3 separate regions of the Zea mays genome follow, and all the other regions are linked to region 1. A link is a contact called in public Hi-C data. All regions are on one chromosome and are shown on one strand. Each heading gives the region's core, a stretch centred on a gene start, on an enhancer-like site or on the middle of the called end of the contact. The rest is flanking DNA. Distances are from core to core; before and after follow the strand shown. Region 1 holds the start of LOC103650611 (AP-2 complex subunit sigma-like). Region 2 holds the start of LOC100274146. Region 3 holds the start of LOC100191165 (2-dehydro-3-deoxyphosphooctonate aldolase).

Region 1 (3,563 bases), core at 116-2,615:
CCCCTCCGGTGGGTGATCCAGTGCAGTTGCCACCTCTTGTGCATGGCAGAGTGGTTCCTAAACCCTTGCAAATCATTCGTGCTCGTCTCAAACATGGCGTATGGGAATTGTTGGTACATTGGGACGGACAGGCAGCTGTTGATGCTTCTTGGATTTCACTAGAAGACTTCAAGAAAGAATATCCGGTGTTTCAGCTCGAGGACGAGCTGTTCCAGGGGGAGGGGGGAAGTGTTGTGGACTCATTCTTCTACAGGAAGACCTATGGGCGCAGGCACAAGAGTTAAATTGGGCTCACTAAAGAAAGACAGGATAGGCATAAAATAGAAACCCTGACTAGAATTCTTTTCAAAGATTAGTGATGATGTAATCAAGTGTTTCAAAGGTGGGGAACGCATTATGAATTCAAGTTTCCATTAGATATTAACAATCTTCTATTCAAGGCTTCAAGCATGGGTTCTTTGGATCTATTTGTAGTTTACGAAAAGTTAATGTATCATGTAAAACTTTAGAGTTTAGACATGTGCATACCCACGGTGATGTTCCTGGTTAGCAGCCTAATATGGGGAGATTCTTCGTCAAAACTTAAATTACTAAGCAAGTCTCGATGATAAGTGGTAAAAGCAAATACACTCATTTTAATCAATCATTTGACCATCTCGATCAGTGATCTATGTGTATCATGTATCACACGGCTACACACAAAATTTACGAACTTATTAACTAGGCGAGCTATTCTGTAGCTCGGAATAAGGATATGAATTATCACTTTCTTCCAAACAATATCCCCAATCTCATGACAAAATACCCTAAGCACAACTGGAATCCAAATCAAGAGCTCAAAGCACCCACCTCGACGAAGTTGGTGAACTTGGGGTCCCGGTTGACCACGAGCCGATGCACCTGGATTCACCACAACCAAGGCCAAGAAACAGCAACAGGGAGTCAGCACCGCCCAAATCAAAGACGGAACCAGAATCCGGCATCAAGATCAAATCTTTCTTCTCCACCAGCAGTCCAGCAGGCTCACCTCGTACTCAACCTTGTGCTTCTCGGAGTCCTCGAGAGCGACATAGTACTTGGCCAGCCGTGTTTTCCCCTGCCGGTTCTGCAGCAGGATGAACCGGATCTGCACCGGCGTGGCAGATCGAACCAAGGTGAGGAACAGGAAAGAATCGAAGAAAGTATTGGGGAAATCGGATGCGAGTTCGTTACCATGGCGGAAGACGACGGGGTTGCCTGAGAATTGGGAAGGACAGAGTCGTGATCTGGAGGCGGCGGGGAAATGAAAACGCACCAAACCGGTAACCCCTCAAAAACCAGCCCCCGCCGATTTCCGTTTAATCACGATTAATCGGTAAAAACATGTAGAAATCAGCTAAATTCTAATCCAAATCAAATTTTGAATTGGATCGGTTTTCAGTAGATTATTCAACCGATACAGCAGAGAGGAGGAAACTAAACCTCTTGTTTTTGTCAAATAAAACACATTAGACTTACAAAAATTTTAAAAAAAAATCAAATGTTATCACAAGTTCAATAACAATATTTAGCGGTTTAAATACATTACATGTCACGATTTCATAGTTCAAAAATAACATCAAAGTTGCAATACTCTATTCGATGAAAATCATTACCACGGGTATGCATTCCACTCATCGTATGCTATATGACACTTCTTGGATGAGAGCAACATCATACCTTGCTTACGCATCAACTACGCCTTATACTATGTCCAAGTTTATTTGGTCCACGCAGAAATCGTACTCTACAAATCCACCGATATTTTGGTAGTATGTAGGCTCCTCCCATTGGTACACCCACCTAAGTTGCTAAATCACTTCACCAATCAGATAATTCACATAGGGAATAAGGGGTCAAGCCTTTTAATCTGCCCAAGTATGTTCGGTCCATGCAGAATGAGAGTCATCTAGAGGGGAGTGAATAGATGATGCCTAAAATACACAACTTTAAACACAAACTTGGTCCAAATACAAAGTTAGTGCAAAACTCGATCAAGTCGGAGTGAGAAAGATGAGAGAAGTTTTCTTCACTTGATTGCTCTTACAAGATGTTAAATAAACTTAGAGCAATATCGCAAGTGAATGAAAGAACTTAGAGAGAGGAAGAACAATCGCAAAGAATGGAGCACAAGAGACATGGCGATTTTCTCGTGTTTCGGTCATGCCTCAAATTCTTACCTACTCCATATTATGGTGTCCTAATGGATAAGTGTTGCACTCCAGGGGTAGATCGAGGGCATTTTTTGCGATGTCATGTGACACCAATAGATTTTAGTAATCTCCATTAAAATGTATGCTTGTTAGTGTTTAAATGAATTGATGATACTATAACTTAATGGAGACGACACCAATGACTGTTTTATCTAGATCCGCTCCTGTTGCACTCGACACCTATTAAGTGGTCCAATGATCAACTTGAGTGCCACAATCTTCCTTATATCAATAATAATCCCCTCACAAGTAATCTCCCCACGTTAGAGTCTCTTGTAGACATACACAAAAGAATGAGTTATAGCTCCAAAGTACATCAAATAGAGAGAGAGAGAATAGTACAGATAAGAGCAAACACAGCCACACAACACAAGAAAGAAGATCACAAGAGCACACTCTCACATAATGACAAGAACAACTCAGCACGGTGCTCGAATCTCACTAAAATGATTAGAATACGTTGTGGTAGAGTGTATGAGTGTCAAGTGCTCTTGGTATTGATTTTGGTGCTTGATGACGATCACAACTATTCATACTAACTTGTTTTCTTAGTATTTGATTCATAGGTTCATAAGTTCAACAATCCAGTTTCTAAGTTAGAATTAGCTCAAATTCAACCAAAAAGGGGTAAAACTTGGAATAGATGAGCTAGCACTAGTTCTATACTTTCGAGAAGTTCTAAATACCCATAGGAACTTATTTGACTCACCTTGGATAGCTTAGTTTCAACATTTCACTCTTTTGGAGCTAGTTTGAGCCAAAACAGGAATATAAGTTAGAGAATTTAATTATTCTAGACATGTTTTTCTAAGTCATAGGGAGACTCTTCAGGCCAGTCAAATTCAATCTGATAACATATGTGCAAAATTGACTTAGGAAGTCTGTTTAGTGGGTCACCGGATGGGTCCGGTGTGCACTGGATTGTTACCTAGAGAAGCTGTAAAACAAACTTTAGGTGACTTGGTCATTCGGACTAGTCTGGTGTGCATCGGACCGTTTATATAGAGAGGGTGTAATTTGGACACTTCGGAGAAGGGCAGCCAGGATGAGTTTGGTGTGCATCGAACCCGTTTGATCGTTCAACGAGAAGATTCAACTTCAACAGCTACTCCGACATGGTACTGATGTGGCAGGGTTCGATGGCGCACTGGACCATGCACAGTGTCAGCCACCTATCAAAATCGTAACATGCTTCGGCAGTCTAACAGGGGTTCGGTGTGCACTGAACCGGTACTGTTCAAGGTCCGGTGCACAAGCAGAAAGTTGATGTTTTGCCTATTCAACTCTAACATCTATATGGGTTGTTGGGGACTATAAATACACCCCAACCAG
Region 2 (3,773 bases), core at 484-2,983, 360 kb before region 1:
TGATCTGTCATCTTATCTCATCACTCTTAGAGGGCGAGGTCGATCCTTGCCCCCCCGTCTTACTTCTGTGGAGCGAGGCGGAGGCCACCGAGGGCCTCTATGATGGTGTCGAGGTCACTAGGTGGAAGGGGCCGGGTTTCCAGGGCCTTGAGCATCTCCCCTTTGCTGTTGATGATGAAGTCGAGGCTGGCCATCCAGAGCTTGGAGAGGAAAGCGTCGAGAATGTGCCAGGCTCCTACCTGTCACGCCAACTATTGTTGTTTCGAAACAGCTCTGATAAATAAATTTGTTTGTGCACGTTCCATGGTCCGGATGGTGTGCCTAGTGGGTGCGAGATTTATACTGGTTCAGGCAGAACGTTCCTACATCCAGTCTTCAATGGCTGGCGTCATTGGTGGCGAAGTGCCCCGGCATCAATGTTACCGTCTATGTGCCACACTGAGCCTTGACCTCCATAGCCTGGGTCTCATCGCGACTTGTCGTGTTGCGGCCCCTGTAGACAGCTAGTGCTCTCAGGCCTAGGCTCGGTAAGTCATGAGCGAGCCGTAGGCCTAGGGGCCCATAGGTCATGAGTGGAAGGTGGATCGACTCTCTCACTGTGGCTCGGTGTCATGTGCAGTTAATGCGGTCGGTCACTTACGACAGGTCAATCCTAGATCAAATGTAGAATCCACTCAAGTGGTTTCCCCTCGATCAGCCCGACCCCCTTCTGGCCCCCACCTCGTCCGAATCCAGGCTCGATGCCTCAAGACTATCCGAGATCGGATTCTTTCGAGACAGATCCTTTTCTCATCCTTCTACTGACTAGTGGGGCCAGGGGTTTGGGATCTTTCCCCCGACATAATTGTCACTATAAGGACTATTTTGAATAATAAAGGATTTTAGGCACATTTGGTTGGAGAGTCAACTAGAATAGAGCGGCTCCATTCTAGTTTTTGATAATAGAGCCGTTTTATTCCGTGTTTGACAAACAGAACAAAGCCGTTCCATTTTTTGTTTGGTTGAAGAGTAGAATAGAGCAGAGTCGTTCCGTTCTCTGTTTGGTTGGAGATCTATATGAGTGATTGAGTGTAGAGGGTAGGAGAGGGAGGAAAGCGCTCACATCTAAGAGATCGCTCGTATCCGATCGTTTTTGTGGAGTAGGAGCATTATAACTATTTATGTTAAATTTCCATATGGTGACTCCAGGAGTCATTCCGCTCCTGTTTTGTTGTAAACCAAACATCCAAAAAATAGGAATGGAGTCACTATATTTTTCTCCACAACTCAACCAAACACACAGCCAACGTAGAATAGAACGACTCTATTCTAAAAAATCGGAATGGAGTCTCTCCATTTTAGTTAACTCTTCAACCAAACACACCCTTAGTTCTTCCAATCTTCTCCGGTTTTCTGGTTTCTAAACTAGCCCTAATTAATAAAAGACAACGACTAATATGTAAGCAGGTACTAGGTGCAAGCGTGCAAGCAGACTTTTTAGTTCGTTAGATCTATATCCAACGGTAGATACAATTATGATTTGTTAGAGAGTTTTTTTATAAAGCTATATCAGGTGGTGATGAAAGGGTTTAAATGTTAAATATAATCTAGCGTTACATCTAGATTTAATAGATCAAAATATCTACCGTGATTGTACATAGTACCTGCTTGCATATTAGTTACTTTAATTAAAAATATCCCATCTGATACAAACTAAAAAAACGAACACCCCCGTTCACCGAATCACCGCCTCGTCACACTCCAGCCCTTCCCCCCGCGCCGGCGCGGCGAGGCCACCGACCGGCTGGCGGGTGTTGCTTCTTCTTCTCCCGGCCCACCCGGCCTGCCCGCACCACCGACCCCTCCGCTGAGCGCGCTCCCACGCCCATTGAATCATAGCGCGCCGCTCAGTCGAGCGAGGATTTCTCTAGGATAGCAGCCGCCATCACCTCCTCGCCTCGCCGCGCTCCGCTGGTGCTGCTGGGTCGCTGCTGAGCGGAGCGGGAATCGGACCGGACTCGGTTCGAATTCGTCCTCACCTTTTCGTCGTTCGGGTAAGGAAGCCCTAACGTTGCTTGGCAGATTGAAATTGAATTCTCTGTTCTAGCTAGGGTTTCTACGGTTGCGCCCTTAATTTTTGGTAGGTTCGAGCAATCCAACAACAAATTCCAGAAAATTCCTTGCCTGAACGGGTGATCAGACCCATCGAGACCAACTAGCTGCAGGATGGGTTATTGATTTTCAATACAATGAATTTCTCTGACGTTTGCTGCCCGCACAATTGAACAGAACACTTGCATTTTACTTGTCGAACTTGCACTATACTCTAATTCCATGAGTGCGCGGTTTAGTGATGTGGCCTTTCGCATACACTTTCACACTTCTCCCTTCATCTTTCCTGTGATGTGGTTTGTGCAATATTATGTAGAAAAAAAGCTTAAACATCTTTCTACAGCAGTCTTGTATGTGCAGGGTCGTTGTTCAGGCCCTTCACTGTTTCGTAGTTTCTAGCATTAAAATATTGTAGGTTAAACCTGAAACATCGTACGAAAGTAGCCTAGTATAGCCACTATCAGTGTCGTTTTAAGTTTTTATATAGCATTATTGTTCAGATACTGTCTCTAATTTTCTACAACAGCGTTAGGATTGACATCTTTTGGGAGTGACCTCTGTTTGCTGTTGTGTTGTATCTATCACTATGTTCGCCTGCAGAATCGCTCACTTTGCATGTCACAATTGTATGTTGCTGATGCTATTCAATGTGTGTTGTTAGTGCAGATGCCAGAAGCCGAGTGGAATGATGAACACACTAGGATTGTCTGCGAACTCTTTGAAGAACAAGTTCGGGCTGGGAACAGGCCAAACACGCATCTGAACAACATTGGTTACCGCCAAGTTGCGGCTAAGTTTCAGCAGAGGACAGAGCTTCTCTATACAAAATTGCAGCTTAAGAACAAATGGGACAAGTTTAAGAATGATTACATCACCTGGAGGAAGTTGCTTGTAGTAGGGAAGGGTTTACCCTGGGACACAGCAAAGGGGACATTTGTTGCTGACGAAGAATGGTGGAAGAAGATCAATAAGGTTTGTTGTGCGTAAATTAAACTGATTCCATATTTTATACTGATTCAGTGATTTTAGTTGCATGACACCCTTTCCTTTTCATTACTGGTAGGAGCTGCCGGGTGCAAGGAAATTTCGACATGGCGGTCTACATCATGAGGATAAGTTGAATGTAATGTTTGACTACATCACCAGTAATGGTGTGGATCCTTCACCGCCTGCGCCGGAAAGCCCGAAGAATGGGGTGAATCATTCGCCACCGGCTGCAACTGGTTTGCCATCTGCTCCAGACTGCGCGCTCAATGGAGTGGATCATTCGCCTGTGACTGCACATGGTTTGCCATCTGGTCCATACAGCCCCATGAATGGGATGGATCAGTTGCCACTACCCGCACATGATTTGCGAAGTGTTCAAGAAATCCCCATGAATGGTGTGAACCTCGATGGATTGGACAACAACACTGAAGATAATGATGACATTTATCAAGAGCCTGTGTTTCAGTATACTTCAAACAGGAAGAAGAGACCGATTAGTTTCAGTGCTACAAAGAAGAACAAGAAAAACAAGGCTGAAACTGCTCTGCTCATGCAAGCTCATTTGTATCGCATAACTGAGCTGGCTCAGAAAGCACAGGATACTTTCAAAAAGTTCAGCTCCCAAGCTGACTTGGTGCCATGGCCTAGCATCCAGGATGTTATGACACTTGTCTGGGAATGCGGAGCACGGTGTG
Region 3 (3,598 bases), core at 280-2,779, 370 kb after region 1:
AGATAATTACTTAAGAACAGGAAACATGTCTTACAGTACAAAAGTACAACAGAAACATGATCTGGTGCAGAATCAAGCAAAATTGGGTGTTAACACAGTAGAATCTGTGAATGGATTACCTGGTGGCTTTCGTGCACATCAGTGACTATCGGAAGGTCATATGTTGCTTTCACCTTTTGAAGGATCTAACCAAAATAGGAAAGTGTAAAACAATATCATATAAACACACTATTGCACGTGAAAAGCTTTGTGCCAACAAATAGGTAACATACAGTCATACAGAGACAAAGGCATAACACCTGATGGAACAGAAGTTAGTAAAGTGACATTGGTACTTGATCAAATCCCAAGTTATGGCTAACTGTTAATGTTTCTCCTAGAATCTCAGCCTAGACCAAAATAAGAATATCCCACTCTATTTGAACAGGTGATTTTAGTTGTCCAGCCCCTTCCCAGAAATCCAGATAATCACTGATGCTAAAAATATGTCCAATTTAATTATCATATGATATTGCAGAGAACTAAACTAGTGTCACATATGGCTTGACATGAATTTGCACATTGTACTGAAGACCAACGTAATCAAAACTAGGAAATGCCTAGTGTGAAGAATAAAACATGCCTCACCTTAAGACCTTCTTCAAGACCAGGACCACGGAATGATTTTGATGATGTACGGTTTGCTTTATCAAAGCTGGACTTGAACACGAGCGGAATTCCAAGCCTATCATGGAGAGGGAAAGGCAACAGTGTAGGTTTAATTTAGCCCCGGTTTTGTTAGAAAAAAAAAGACTGATCCCCACTTCGTGCTCACTTGGTCGTAATTGCTTTGATGTGTTTGGCCATCTTCAGGACGTGCTCCTCCGATTCAATCACGTTGGGACCAGCCAACAAGAAGAACGGTTTGGCTGCCTGTTGCAAGAATCAGATTGATAAAAAAACACACAGTACATAATACATGATCACAAAAGTTGTCGTTTATATCATTCATGTGAGGGCAAACGAAGAAACTACCACAGACTCGATACATCACGGTCGACATTCCTTTTAACCCAAAAAATACATTGCTTGGAATTCCACTGTACATTCTCAGATCCACTCGAACAAGCTAATAAGATTTGCTACCATATCACATCAGAAACAAAAGGGCAAGAATTTAAACACCGAACAGCTCGCAGGACGATCGATGAAATGCCGCATCCAAGATGATGGTGAGAATTACAAAAGCAACTCTCAGTGCGCACCTTGAGGGTGTCGAACAGCGCCACGGGTGGAGCCTCCATTGTCACGCTTATTCCACCCTGCGGCGGCACAACAAAAACATCAAGGCCCGTCCGGCCGTCCCTGTCCTAGAACCCCCCAAGATCACGAGAAAGAAATGCAGCGGAAGCACGGGAGGGCGGATGAAGCGCACGAACCTGAGAGAAGACAGATCGAGGGATGGAGATGCAGATGCAGATGCCACCGGAGCGGAGCGGAGCGGCACAGCAATCAGCAGGTGAAGGAGACAGGTCAAGGGAGAGTGGAAGAGACTGAGCTGAGGCTGAGGATGACAGCGACCGGAGGACCGGTTGGCTAATTTAAGCCGAGCTCTAACGAGTTGAATGGACACAGGCCGAAAATGCTGTGGGCCGGACGGTCGCAGGCTCAGCCCAATCACATCCACCCAGACACAGTTCGAAACCGAAAGTTTTTGCCCTCAAAACTGGTACCGAAACCGAAACAACTAAGGACTAGTTTGGAAACTTAAATCCCGGAATTGATTGGGATTAAAAAAAATAGTTTATTTCCATTTTAATCCCCTCCAATTCGAAGGAGGTTTGAGGTTCCCAAAGTAATCCTAATGGTCTGTTTGGGGTGAAATATTTTTACAGTTTTTATGTAATACCATGGTTTTAGATAATACAGTAGTATTTTATTATTTTATGCTATGAGGTGTTTGTTTGCTGCCAACTGCTAAGCTTATACAACAAGCTGCCAAGCGCACAGGCACGATGGATCAAGTTGTTGCATCGTCATACAAGCTGCTAACCATACTTGCCAACACGCACCACACATAAACGATGCAGTAGTATACTACACACCGACCGTGGACAAAAACGAGGTTGGCCAGTGGCAATGGGCGTGGTTGGCCGGTGTCGGTCTGCCGATGAACGAGGATGACTGGATCTAGACGAGGGCGTGGTGCGTCGCAGGTGAACGAGGATAAGGACGAGGCCCACGGGTGGACGAGGTAGGCTGGCGACTGGTGGACGAACTAGGTGTACCACAGTGGCCTGGCGCTTAGGCAGTGACCGTCCAGAATTTAGAAGGTGTGTATTCGAAAATTTTATAGGATAATGATTTTTAAAGACTAAAGTTTTTCTATTGGCATAGATAGGAGTAATTATTTGTATATATAACATAGAATTAAGCATAAACAATATAGGCATAACTGATTTAATAACTAGTCATCATAATTTAAAATTCTAGGCTAACTAAACACAAACTACATATTTGCATACAACTATTTCAAAACTGAAGTCTGAAGGTTGTGCGGCTGTCGGGCTATGGCCCTGGGGACGCCGGACTGGCCGACTGGGGCCTAGGTGCCGAGCCGCCGATGGCCGACAGGCGAGGCGACAGCGGCTGAGGCCTGACCAGCTGACCGCTAGTTGAGGGCTGAGGCGCCGTGTCACCTTCGTTGTGTGCCTGTGTCGCGTCGTCGCGGCGTCGCGCTGCAGGACTAGCCGCAGTGGCTGCCGTAGGCCCGTAGTGGTAGGCAGGCGGCGGCGGCTGATGCTGCCTGCTATCAGCGTGGGGTTTGGGAATTAGGAATTTAGGACTAGGCCACTTGAGAGATGAAAATATGTGCTAATTGAGAATGGGCCACGCTAAACCTATTGTGCTAGCTTGGGTGGAGGCTGGAAAAGTAACGTTTTCAGCCCAAATGAGCACAAATCTTGATTCGTTTTCTATTTACTGTGTACACATACATGTATATTAGTATCTATTGATTTTTTTTGCCAAAAATAATGGGTATTCATATGAATACCATTGAATCTAGTGGGGCCCGCCCCTGCGCTTAGGCGCAATGAGGGTGCAGAGATTAGGGTTTGACTGTGTTGTGTGCCTCTCTCTCTCTCTCTCTGAGGGCATGTTTGGAAGTGTAGTATTTTCTCCCTTTTTTGAAAATATTGTAGGTATGATATTTTTCCAATATAGTGTTTGTTAGACTTTTCAAAAACTCTATTTTCAAAATTAGAGTTTTGGCTATGGTGTAGTACTTTCACAGTTTTGAAAATTTATCTCCATATCAAAGTTTTCAATATTGTGGTAAAAAAATTGTGAGTATGTCTTGCCATTTCAAAACTATAGCATTCCACAACTATACTTTTCAAATACTTTACTTCCAAACAGGGTCTCGATCTCTCACTTCTCTTGTGTGGCATACTGGCGTGGACGCTTGTGGACTGTGCCTATGCACGGTTGCACCCGTATATGGTGGGGGCGTGGGTTGACCACTCGTGCCAATAGCCAGTGAGTTGATTCGATTTTTTATTATTTCGGTTTCCTACGGTGCAAAAATCGAATAAGAAACTATAATCCAAGGTTTGCA

What was found. A called contact is a pair of places that touch in the nucleus more often than the background predicts.
Region 2: a contact with region 1 is called in a Hi-C map of bundle sheath, with 2.4 times the contacts expected there. The contact joins the promoter of LOC100274146 here to the promoter of LOC103650611 in region 1. A contact is called at or near these places in 7 of 25 Hi-C or Micro-C datasets (bundle sheath, ear, leaf and 2 more).
Region 3: a contact with region 1 is called in a Hi-C map of leaf, with 9 times the contacts expected there. The contact joins the promoter of LOC100191165 here to the promoter of LOC103650611 in region 1. A contact is called at or near these places in 4 of 25 Hi-C or Micro-C datasets (ear, leaf and tassel).

The regions. Positions count from the first base shown.
Region 1 is chr3:138,392,925-138,396,487 of Zm-B73-REFERENCE-NAM-5.0, reverse strand. LOC103650611 (AP-2 complex subunit sigma-like) reads right to left here and starts at 1,365. Exons shown (of 6, transcript NM_001324270.1): 1 at 1,213-1,365; 2 at 1,028-1,126; 3 at 850-900. The coding sequence starts at 1,215.
Region 2 is chr3:138,756,622-138,760,394 of Zm-B73-REFERENCE-NAM-5.0, reverse strand. LOC100274146 reads left to right here and starts at 1,733. Exons shown (of 3, transcript NM_001148524.1): 1 at 1,733-2,033; 2 at 2,758-3,063; 3 at 3,155-3,773. The coding sequence starts at 2,758.
Region 3 is chr3:138,023,641-138,027,238 of Zm-B73-REFERENCE-NAM-5.0, reverse strand. It overlaps LOC100191165 (2-dehydro-3-deoxyphosphooctonate aldolase), which reads right to left and starts at 1,529. Exons shown (of 14, transcript NM_001136600.1): 1 at 1,419-1,529; 2 at 1,245-1,301; 3 at 815-912; 4 at 628-724; 5 at 120-185. The coding sequence starts at 1,283.